Linked DNA regions of Cricetulus griseus: region 1 is linked to region 2. A link is a contact called in public Micro-C data. All regions are on one chromosome and are shown on one strand. The core of a region is the stretch at or near the end of the contact, and the rest is flanking DNA. Distances in the headings are between cores, read along the strand shown.

Region 1 (6,100 bases), core at 958-3,457, 39 kb after region 2:
GGATAATCCTCCACAGACATGCTCACAAAAGCCAACCTAAATAATCCTTCACCGAGACTCCATTCCCAAGTGATTCTAAATTGTGTCAACAATAAAGCTAACCACAGTATGTGTACGTACATGTATATGTGTGTGTTCATGCGTGTGTGCATGCCTGTGTGTGTGCGCATGTGGAAACCAGAGGTCAACCTTGGATATGGTTTCTCAGGAGCAATCTACCTTGTTTTTGGAGACCGGTTCTCCAAAGCCCTGGGATCCAGGGATTACACATTAGGCTAGGCTGGATGGCTACTGAACCCCAGGAATTCACCTGTCTTTACTTCCAGTATTGGAATTGCAAGTGTGTGCTACCACACTCAAGTTTTTTGCTTGTTTTTTTTTTTTTTTTTTTTTTTGGGCAGGGTTTCTCTGTGTAGCCCTTGATGTCCTGGAACTCACTCTGAAGACCAGGCTGGCTTCAGACTCAGAGATCTGCTTGCCTCTGCCTCATGAGTGCTGGGATTAAAAGGTTGCGCCGTAACCACTGGCTGACCTCAAACTTTAACTGTGGGTTCTGGGATCAAACTCAGGTTCTCATGCTTCCGAAGTGAGCACTTTACCATCTGAGCAATCTCCTATGCCTCTGGCTCCACCTTTTCTTGAGAGGCCTCACTGTATAGCTCAGGCTTCCCTCAAACTTGAGAAACAGGAGGGTCTCTGCCACCTCCCTGTTCTGGGATTACAGGTGTATACCACCAGACCTTGTTTTTCCTTCATTCTTTGAAAGATTTTGCATCTGTTAATGGAAAAAAAATTCTCAGTGTCTTAACAAATATCAAGAGACAGGAAATCTCTCTGTGTATTGAATCTCTGATTTATTTCACTTTATTTATTTATTTATTTATTTATTTATTTATTCTGCACCTAGGCATCAGGTAGAATGTCATAAAAGCCATTGTTTGTGGGGATGGAACCCAGGGCCTTGTATATACTGGGCAAGTGCTCTATTGGTCAGCATCTTCAGTTCTTGTGGGAGTTGTTCTTGAATGTGAGCAAAGTGTTACTAAAGAATGACAACCGGGGGTCTACTTATGGTCAGCTGTCCCTATAGGCTGGCTATATTGGGAAGCCAAGCTTAACTCACAATGCTTCTTTCAGTGTTCATGTTAACCGTGTAGGTAGAATTAGTCAGAAAACTGATGGTCAGAGAAACCCGGGTATTCACTCAGTGATGCTCCCTGTGGACCTACTATGTGTCCGATGCTGTTCTAGGTAGCAGAGATGCAGTATGGATGAAATGGATGAAAACTGCAGCTTGGAGGGCAGCCAGGTAGCACACAAGAAGCAGGAATATACAGAGGCTGTCAGGGGCTGCTGGGTGTAGGGAGAAAAATGAAGCAGATGAAGCATCTTGGCTTGCTTTCTCTTGCTATGATAAACAAGACCCAAAGCAACTTGGAGAGTAAACGGTCTGTTTGGCTTACAGAGCAAGGTCACAGTTGATCATTGAGGAAAGTCAGGGCAGGAACCTGGAGGCAGGAATTGAAACATGGGCCATAAATGCTGCTTACTGGCTTTCTGAGCTACTCTTTTTACACAATCACCGCCCACAGTGGGCTTGGTCCTAACACATCAATCATCAGTTAGAAACCGTCCCACAGATTTGCCTAAAGGCCAATCTGACAAAGGCATTTTTCTCAGTTGAGGTTTCCTCTCCCCAAATGATGCTTGCTAGCTTGTGTCAAAAGTAACAAAACATTAACCAGCATACGGTGGAGGGGTAAAGGGGAGGGTGCGATTCGTCATAAGATGATAGGAGAAGGTCTCAAGAAAAGACAGCCTTGGAGCAAAGACTTGAGGGTGGGGAAGTGGGCCTTGTGGAAGCTTGAAGCTTCCTAGAGGAAGGATGGCTGACAGGCAGGCACCGTGTGTGTGTGTGTGTGTGTGTGTGTGTGTGTGTGTGTGTGTGTGTGCGTGCGTGTGTTGGCAGGCACCGTGTGTGTGTGCGTGTGTGTGTGTGTGCTGGGGATCGCACCTAGGGACTTGTGAATGCTAGACAAGCTACCCCTGAGCTGCACAAAACCGGAGCCTGTAATTTGCAAACAGCCCTGCCCCAAAGGCAAGCCCGGTGAGTGCAATTCTGCGCATGCGTGTGTGCATCTGCGTCTCAGAGAAAACCCAGTTCTCTCTACTGACACCTTCCTGAGGCTGAGGCCTCTCACCGGTGGTTTTCATGGAAAATTGGCAGCTCTTCTAGTCGCCTCACCCTGAGCCCTGCACCACATTCCAGTGGCTTTATTTGTGTGCCTTGGAGCCCTGCCAGGCAAGGCCCGGGACAGGTTGCCATGGTGATCTCAGCACATTCTCCAGAGAAGTTTTCAAGGATGTTGCCTTCAGGCTTGAAATAGTTCTCACTTGCAGGGTGACTGGAGGATGATGAACTCTGGTGCGGTGAACAGAGCCCGGAAACCTGTTTATTTTCTCCGTGAATTTGCAATCTTTAATGTTGGAGGGAAGGCACTCCTCAGGCCCCCTACCTTAGGACCGATGGTGGCTTTACTGTGATATGTGTAAAGCTTGCTTTTAGTGGCAACTTCCATAGTTTGCTTTAAAGAGCTTGGTAAAACATATCTATCTATCTATCTATCTATCTATCTATCTATCTATCTATTTATCTAGAGAGACAGGGCTCCTCTGTGTAGCCCTGGAACTTGCTCTGTAGACCAGGCTGGCCTTGAACCCAGAGATTTGCCTTCTTTTGCTTCCCAAATGCTGAGATTAAAGGCATGTGCCTGGCACCAACGGCGATTTTGAAAATCAAACATTCTTGCACAATGTCGTCCATTCAAAGACACGGGAAGCAGAGGAAGCCGTGAATGAGTGAAGTCCTGAGTGAGCTTGAATGTGTATTGTTGCCATGGGCACAACTATGTCGGGGACTCCAATACCCCAGGCCCACAGGAGTGGCAAAGCCTTCCCTGGGCGAGGCTCTGCTGGGTTGGCCATTGGTCAGTGCGTGCAGACTGCAGCTTCCTCCTCCAGGGTTTACGTTATGAAACTGCTACCCTACAGAGACCAGCTACTAAGGCTAGCCAACCCCTCCCTCTATGCTGTAGGTAATAAGCAAGCTGAGGTTCTGGGTGGAGGAGGTAGCTGATCCCCGCGTGATCCAGCTTCTCCAAGCAGGGTTCCAGAACTGAATCCATGACGGCGGAGGCACAAAAATTTACTAAATTGTTACACATGCTGAGGCAATGATGGGAGGAAACTATGAAAACTCACTATTTTATATATTCAAGCCATTATGTTTCCCAAAGAGGGGAAAACTTAGTATGTACAGCAAAGGTCCCACAATTTGTTTCTGCAACAGTCTTGAATCTCAGCTGACACGTCTCAGGCAGCATTCACGGGTACTGTGTGGTGCGACAGCAAGCGCAGTTCCAAGTGCCCGTGTTGTATTTTCGGAACCAAGGCTGCGGTGGAGTCTCATGGTGCGACATGGGGTGTGAAGGCTGCGGGAGACACCTTGTGTTCATCACGTTTGATTCTGAATTGATTTATTTGTTGTCGTGGGATCAAAACTTCTATGTTTGCCAGATTATTCATGGACCCCACTTTCAGTTACAGATGCTCTTGTGGGGGTCAAGACCCACGGTTTAGGAAGCCGGGCATGGTGGCACATGCCTTTAATTCAAGTACTTAGGAGGCAGAGGCAGTTGGATCTTCTCTGTGAGTTCAAGGCCAGCCTGGTCTACCCAGCAAATTCCAGGATAGTCAGGGTAATGTAGAGACTCTGTCTCAAAAACAAAAAACAAAAAACAAAAAACAAAAACAACAACAACAAAAAACTGTGTATTTAGAGAAACTACAGTAAGATAAGACTAGGTGAAGAAAGTCTGGCTGGTGGTAGTCTCTTGTTTTTATTTTTTAAATTATGTGTATATATGTGTGAGAATGTGCTCTGTGAGTGCAGTTGCCTGAAGAGTCCAGAAGAGGGTATTGGATCCCCTGGAACTGGAGTTACAGGTACTTGTGACCCACCAGATGTGGGTGCTGGGGACTGAACTCAGGTCCGGTGTGTACTCTTAATCTCTCGGACACTTTCCCAACCCTCTTTAAAAAAAGTGGTGCTTGTGTTGTTTTGTATTCAGTATAGTAGCTTCACCTTAAGCGACTGTGGTTGCATCTGGCAATTGCAACTGCAGCCACCAGCAGCAGCTAGGTCTCACCTGCCGCAGCCAGGTGGGAATTCTGTTCCCTCAGGCACTGGCTGTATTATGCTACTAAAGGAAGGAAACTTTATCTAAATTGCTATCGTTCTATAGAATTTAGGATTCAAAGGCTGAGGTGAAATCCTGCTAGCTCAGAGAGGCTGACTAACAAGTAGCTAATCTTCTTCTCTCCTTGCTCACATCTCCCTAAAAGGGTGTGTCCTTCTGCTCAGCCCCCACTAAAGCACCCTGGTTACACATGGTTCCTCCCGACCACTTCCTGTCAGGTAGTTGCTGACTCAACCACCTTACCCCAGGTTGATTTTATTTATTCAAACCAATGTCATCTTTCTATTGTTAACAAAAGCAGAAGAAACAAATGTAACATACTTGTGTGTTTGTGTGTTCCTGTACCTGCACCCACGGAAGCCAGGTGTGGGCATCAGAGCCTCTGCAGCTGGAGTTACAACCATTTTGTGGGTCTCCTAAGGTGGATGCTAGGATTCGAAAAGCGCCAAGTACTCTTCAGTGTTAAGCCACTCTGGCCCGGCAGTGTTTCTTCACTGTCTCCTAGCTCCTGTTCTGGCCTCGCTGCAATCCGGTCTCCAGGGCATCATTGTTTGGAACTTTATAGTGGCTGGCCATGCAGTATGACCTCTGGAGCTCAGAGTCCCTTTCCTGGCTGGTGCCCCTGGACACCCTCAGGCTTCCTTTGGCTGTCCCCCCTCCCCTGGGACATTCTCTTCAATGCTGACCCTCTCTCACATTTCAAGTCTCAGGTCAGAACATCACCTCCTCCATGCCCAGTCCAGACAACCTGGCCAGATGCCTCCTGCCTCAGTCAGGATCTGTCGCCCGACCCCCTCACAGTGTGTCATAGACCTGAGAGCCACTAGAGTTCAAAATTGTCATTTCCATGGATTTGTTTTTATTATTTTTATTTTTTTGGTTTTTCAAGACAGAGTTTCTCTGGGTAGCTTTGGAGCTTATCCTGGCACTAGCTCTAGAGACCAGGGTGGCCTCGAACTCACAGAGATCGCCTGCCTCTGCCTCCCGAGTGCTGGGATTAAAGGTGTGCGCCACCAATGCCCGGCCCCATTGATTTGTTTTTAATTGTGGAGAAACATACGAAACATGAAGTTTACCTGATTTAATTGTTTTGAAGTGTTTTGCAATCACACCGCTGTCTATTTCTGGGGAATATTCATCACCCCAAGCAGAAACTCTATACCCACGCAATAACTTCCCCAGTCCCTCCTCCCCAGAGGCTCTGGCAACCTCAGTCCTACTTTCTGTTTGAATTTGCCTATTCTAGGTCACTCGCTTAAAGTAGAATCATACTGTATCTTTCCTTTTTGTCTGGCTTTTAAGGTTTTCCCCTGTCATAGAATGTGTTAGAATTTCATCCCTTTTAAAGACCAATTAATACTCAAGTATGTATGTATGTATGTACGTATTTCACATGAGCTATCCATTCATTTGTTGATACACAGTGGAACTGCTTCCACCTTCTGGCTGTTGTGAATAACGCAGCTCTGTATGTTGGTATGTGAGTATGTGTTCGACTCCCTGTTCACCACTCTGAGTATACTAGTAGGTATGATGGTTGATCTTGATTGTCAACTTGATGATGGGCTCTGGAACCCTCTCTGGGTGTGCCTGTGTGGGAGTGTCTAGGTTGGGTTAATCGAGGTGGAGGACCTAGCCTGAATGTGGGCAGTGCTACTCCGTGGTCTGGGGTCTGACTCCGAATAAAAAGGAGAAAGTGAGGCCGGGCGTTGGTGGCACACGCCTTTAATCCCAGCACTTGGGAGGCAATGGCAAGCAGATCTCTGTGAGTTCCAGGCCAGCCTCATCTATAGAGTGAGTTCCGGGACAGCCACGGCTCTGTTACACAGAGAAACCTTGTT
Region 2 (6,250 bases), core at 2,488-4,987:
CAGAGAAACCCAGTCACAAACAAACAAACAAACAAACAAACAAACAAAAGATTCTCACTTGGGAAAACCTTCAGCCTGAACCTCCTTAGCAATGGCAGGTTAACTTCTAATTCCCTAACAAGAGCAGGTTGTTTATGTCTGTAGTTGGCATTGACTGTTTTTAGACACTGAAGAAAAACAGGATGAGTGTCCACAAACTTCACTTTCCTTCTCTGATAATTAAGAAAGGATTTTTGGGCTCCATTTGCATAGATAAGGCTCCATCTACTTTTATAATCCTAAAGTGTGGCAAAGGGCCCAGCTGGATAAATTTTGGTTAAATAAATGTTTTAAATCAAACACCCAGCCTTGGGGCTAGAGAGATGGCTCAGTGGGTTAAGAGCACTGGCTGCAAGCCTGGTGGTGGTGGCACACATCTTTAATCCCAGCACTTGGGAGGCAGAGGCAGGCAGAGCTCTGTGAGTTCAAGGCCAGCCTGGTCTACAAGAGCTAGTTCCAGGACAGCCTCCAAAGCCACAGAGAAACCCTGTCTGAACCCCTGCCTCCAAAAAAAAAAAAAAAAAAAAAAAAAGAGAGAGAGAGAGAGAGCGAGCACTGGCTGCTCTTCTAGAGGACCCAGGTTCAATTCCCAACACCCACATGGCAGCTCACAACTGTCTATAACTCCTGTTCCAGGGGATCTGACAACTTCACACAGGCAAAACACCAATGTACATAAAATACAAATAATTAAAAAGAAGAAAACTACCCAGCTTTTAGTCCCAGCACTAGGAGACAAGAAGTAGGCAGATCTCAGTGAGTTCAAGACAAGCCAAGGCTACATAGTAAGACCTGGACTTAAAAAGAAAGAAACCACTGCTGCCTTTGTTAACTATTTGCCCCTTGTATTGAGATCTGCATCCACAGAGAGGTTTGCATCAGCATCTCCTCCCTCCTCCATGCCCCCCAAGACAGGCTTTCCCTGTGTAGTCTTGGCTGTCCTGGCATCAAAGGTGTGCCACCAGGCCTGGCTAGCACTTTTCTACTTGAACTGAGAACCAGTGACTGGATTGTGTTTGTGGTACTGATTTTTGTTCTTTTGTTTTTCGAGACAGAGTCTCTCTCTGTGTCCTAGCTATCCTGGAACTCGCTCTGAACATCAGGCTGACCTTTAACTCAGGGAGATCTGCCTGCCTCAGCCTCCCGAGTGCTGGGATTAAAAACATATATATGGCCGGGCGGTGGTGGCGCACGCCTTTGATCCCAGCACTCGGGAGGCAGAGGCAGGTGGATCTCTGTGAGTTCCACCCTGGTCTACAGATCGAGTGCCAGGACAGCCTCCAAAGCTACACAGAGAAACCCTGTCTCTAAAAACAAACAAACAAGGTTGGTATGGAGACCCAAGAGATGGCTTAGTGGTTAAGCACACTCGTGGCTTTGCAGAGGACCAGCACCCACATGGCAGATTATGGTCATCTGTAATGCCTTACCCAGGATCGCGCGCCCTCTTCGGGCATCCCAGGCCCTGCAAGCATGCAATGCAGACACCTATTCGCACGCACACACGCACGCACGCACGCACGCACGCGCACTCTCTCTCTCTCTCTCTCTGAAGAGGCATTATTTTTTCACACATGGTCCCTAGTTCAGAGCTCTTGTGGCTGTTGGTAGCTATTAATGAGCTACAGATGGCGAAAGCCAGAACCATGATCTCCCAAGGGCAGTCTGACTCTGACCTTGTAGAGAGTGGGTTCTGCCAGATGGCAAGACATGGGCTTCCTGCTACCCAACCTCCTGGCAATGTCAGCAACAATCTCTGTGTTCTCTAGGTCAAGCACCTATTAGGCACAGGGAGGAAATAAACACTCTACCGTACATGAATTGCTCTGGAATGTCACTGCAGCATCATGCTTGGAAGCATAGTACCACTGAGATTTTCTGAATTGCAAGATACTTCCCTGGTACAATGGGGATCAAAACAGCACATTGCCCTTAAAATTGCTTTAAGGATGAAATGAAATAAGCAAAAATCTAGTGTGAGTGGGGTGCCGAGTAAGCACGCATGGTACATGTGTACAGGGTTGCAAAATTCTGGGGGCAACTGCATCACAATTTGGAGCCAAAGAAATGTTTTTGTTTCGTTGAGACAGAGTTTTGCTGTGTAGTCCGGACTGACCTGGAAATTGAGAAGCTGAGATTACAAAAATGAGCCACGACACCCAGCTCAAACCGATAGATTTGGGTCACTTACCCTCAGAATTATTTATAGAATTTAGTGTTCACCTTTAAAACCATTGATTTTGGGATACATAGTATTTTTCTTTTTCAAAAACAAAAAACCAAAAGGTGTCCCTCTTTTTTCTTCCCCGAGCCTTGCTGTCATACTTGAGCCGCATCTTTTTCCTCCCTCGTTTTATTTAGTAAAATAAACAAGGTAAAAAAAAAAATGTAGTAGGGACCGGCCAGCGCTGCTTTTTAGCAGACCCTGATGATGTTGCCTGTTCAGGTCCAGCAGAAAAGCCCAAGTTAGATGAGAGGGGGGCGCGGAAGGAGTGAAGACGGCCGTGTGCAGAAGGGCTGCGGGGCTCGGGGTGGGGAGGCGACCCACTGCAGCCCCGGGGCGGCGAACCACTGAGGGCAGCTGGGCAGGGGCCTGGCCACCGAGGCAGCTGAGTATTTTCTACCCATAAAAAGTGGCTATGTGACCAGCGAGCGCAGCTGGAGGCCGGCGGCCCACGGAGAGCCCCGCAGCAGCGCGGCTCCCGAGGCTGGGCAGTTACTCCCGACATGCTCCTCCCGCAGGATTTCAAACCACCACAACAGCCTGCCCGCACTCGCTCCCCGACCCCAGCAACAGGCGGCGGCCGGCGCCTCATTGGCCGCGACGCGCGGAGCTGCGTCCTCATTGGCCGCCGAGGCGCCGGCCCTCTTCCGCGCTCACAGCGGCCTCCATTTTGTCGGTAAAGGTAGAAGGAGCTGGGTTGAAGACGGAACTGTGGTCTGTGAGTTGCTGGTGGGCAGGTTTGATCGGTGCATCGTTTCTCCCTGGAAAGGGAGGGAGGTTTGGAGGTCGAGAGGGAGTCGCCGCTGCCGCCCGAACTCGAAGTCGGTGAGTGTGGCGGGGGCGGCCATGTTGGCCACCGCGGGCCCCATTGTTGGGCCCCGCTGAAGAGGAAGCAGGGTCGGCAGCGCGGCCCCCTAGCTGAGCCCTGGGGCATCGGCGGCGAGCCCCGGGCTGGGAGTGCGGACCTTGGGACAAAAATATTGGAGGCTTTCTCAGTCTTGTGAGGGTGTATTTGCTAGTTTGACTGTTCACTTTAGGGAGGCTTGCGTGCGTGCGTGCGTGCGTGCTTAAAAATGTCACCATGTTTCGGGACCCGGAGTGTAGAGTCGTAACCTAAAGCGCAATGTACATTGTTGGGAAGAGCATTGGTGTGGAAACGTGTGGGGTTGGAAGCAGAAAATCCGGACTTAACATGGTCCCTAGTTCCTTGGTGTGGTCACAGGAGCGAATGCTTCCTAAGTTTGACTTTAAAATGTAGACATCACCAAGAGTTAAGTGGACGTTTATGAGATCAAAGAAAGTCACGGTTTGATACATCTAGAGGCCTTGAAGTAGCCATTTACTTCTGTAGAAAGTTTAAGCGATCACTTTCTTGGGTTGTTTTCAAGAATTATCTTTCCTTTTCTAGCTAGGACTTCTCTCAAACTTGTGTGCTGAGGAGACTCGATGTTGGCCTCAGCTCCCAGGCTGAAATCAGCAGATTGGCTCATGAAAACTTATGTATTGAGACAAAGAAAAGGATCTAGCAGAAAGCAACATCTCTTATCCTGGGCGTGGCAGCAGGGAAGAGGACACAGAGTGGAAACCCTGCGATCTGAAAAGGAGACTGAAAGGTATCCTATTGAATGATAGATGCACTTCTAACCCATTAAGGACTGTAGCCATGCTTTATCCCTGCCTGCAATCCTAGCACTCAAGAGGCTGGGGAAAACTAAAGTTGGAGGCCGGGCCGGGCGTCGGTGGCGCACACCTTTAATCCCAGCACTCCGGAGGCAGAGGCAGAGGCAGAGGCAGGTGGATTTCTGAGAGCCTGGTCTGAGCGAGTGCCAGGATAGGCTCCAAAGCCACAGAGAAACCCTGTCTTAAAAACCAAAAAAACCTCAGGCCGAGAAGTGGTGGCACACGCCTTTAATCCCAGCACTCGGGAGGCAGAGGTAGGTGGATCTCTGTGAGTTCGAGACCAGCCTGGTCTCCAAGAGCTAGTTCCAGGACAGCCTCCAAAGCCACAGAGAAACCCTGTCTCGAAAACAAAACAAGTTGGAGGCCAGTCTGGTATAAGGCCACCCTGCCTGAAAGGGGCGGTGGTGAATTTAAGTGTGTGGGCCATTTTCTTAGGCTGTACACAGAACGACTAGATCTCGCTAATTTTATTTAGCTTTCACAAAAATAAATTTTTTTTGTTTTTGGTGTTTGATTCAGGACTTGCTTCAATATTTTTGAGGTGAATGCTCTGGTGGGGCAAGTCTGTCTCCTAACAGCTAGCCTTGTTTTCTTTACTAACATTTCTAGAATCGGAGCTATGGAAACTTCAGAAAGGATATGTGGAATTTTACTAGTTTACATTTATTTATTTTCAGGTGACAAAGAAGCTGAAGATGGGTGGTGGAGAGAGGTATAACATTCCAGCCCCCCAATCTAGAAATGTTAGTAAGAACCAACAACAGCACAATAGACAGAAGACCAAGGATCAGAATTCCCAGATGAAGATGGTTCCTAAGAAAAAAGAAAGAGGACACGGGTACAATCCGGCGGCAGCTGCGCGGCAGGCCATGCAGAATGGGGGCAAGAACAAGAGCCTCGCCAACAACCCAAGTTGGAATGCTAGCCTATCAAGCCCAAGCTTGCTTTTTAAGCCTCAAGCTAACCAGAACTATGCCGGAGCCAAATTTAGTGAACCACCATCACCAAGTGTTCTTCCCAAGCCACCAAGCCACTGGGTTCCTGTTTCATTGAACCCTTCAGATAAGGAAACAATGACATTTCAACTTAAAACCCTACTTAAAGTACAGGTTTAAAAATCTTAAGTACTTTTAAATTTTGTGATGTTCACATAGCCATCAGTTGGTTTGACTTTAGGGAAGTTTTATATAAAACTGCTAATTTACAAGTATACTCAAACATTTATGTAGTGTGTGTAGTGTCAGGATAATTTAACTAATTCTACTTGGTAGTCTTGCTAACTAAATTGAAGCTTAGATTTGGGGATCAGTAACCAGCTTTATTGTCTAACAAGAAACCAAACAAAAGACAGTGTTTAGTTAAGATATACAAAGACTGCAAACAAGGTACACAGTTGAGTTACATATTCTAGGGACCCAAACCGTAACATTATAGGCATCTTTGTAAGTAGCTACATATATTTGTGGCAAATGTGTAAAGGCACTTGTAGCTTATTAGAATTAGGTAGATAGCCCCGTGGTCATTTCTTAAATGCAGTCAGTGGATAGGCATTTATGTACCAAATCTCTTTCAAAATATTGACTAGCTTTCAAAGGACACGTTGATAGCATCCTTACAAACCTGCTGAGGTGATCTGGCCTAACTCCTACAAAGCTTGCTTTGCAGGGAGTTGTGTATGTGAAAATTAAAATACCTAGGGAAGAAAAGAGCCATGTAAATACATGTAATCTTGTAACATATGTAAAGTTTTCTGGCCTTTATTCTACAAAAGACTTTTTAGTGTCAATTTGCTGAATGTAAGACCATGAACTTTTTTTTTTAATACTATGGCCTAATTTTAAAGGTCTCCAGTTTTTTTTTTAATTGCCCTTGTGCTTAAGTGCCAGTATATCAATTGTGTTAAATTTTATATCAAAAGGCTTTAAGCTGCTAAGAACATTTCCTGTTTTTAAGGAGATTTTAAGATTCTCTACATCTTTTTAAATCCAAAGATTCATTTTGACTTTATCAAATCCTAGAATGATTAAGTGACCCAGGATTCTTTATGCAAAGTACAAATAGCAAGTTGCTTTTCAGGGCTTATAAGCAAAATCGCCAATTAAGTTCAAAACAAATACTGCCGAAATCAAACATTGAGTATACAAAAGGACAAGTCCATAAAATAATTATGATCTGGTTTTGAATCGCAAAATTCAGAAATAAAACTTCTTTCCTCCCCAGTAGATTGTTTTCATTTTAATGATTTTCGGCTACCTAATCTTGGGATATGACTGTTGGCCTGTGAGGTTACTGCTTTGCTTACTTACT

What was found. Hi-C and Micro-C count contacts between places; a contact is called where the count stands out from the background.
Region 1: a Micro-C map of the CHO-K1 cell line shows a contact between it and region 2, with 2.5 times the contacts expected there. The contact joins the enhancer-like site here to the promoter of Pnrc2 in region 2. A contact is called at or near these places in 3 of 8 Hi-C or Micro-C datasets (the CHK-Q cell line and the CHO-K1 cell line).

Annotation. Positions count from the first base shown.
Region 1 is chr2:17,462,179-17,468,278 of CriGri-PICRH-1.0, forward strand. No RefSeq gene overlaps it. Among named protein-coding and RNA genes, the nearest start is that of Srsf10, 22 kb to the left of the region's middle. Within about 2 kb of position 2,208, at least 4 of the 6 cell types and tissues checked have open chromatin away from gene starts, as enhancers often do. A contact at or near this core is called in the CHO-K1 cell line, where this site is marked.
Region 2 is chr2:17,422,059-17,428,308 of CriGri-PICRH-1.0, forward strand. It overlaps Pnrc2 (proline-rich nuclear receptor coactivator 2), which reads left to right and starts at 3,738. Exons shown (of 2, transcript XM_035439512.1): 1 at 3,738-3,876; 2 at 4,621-6,165. The coding sequence starts at 4,639. The coding sequence ends at 5,058.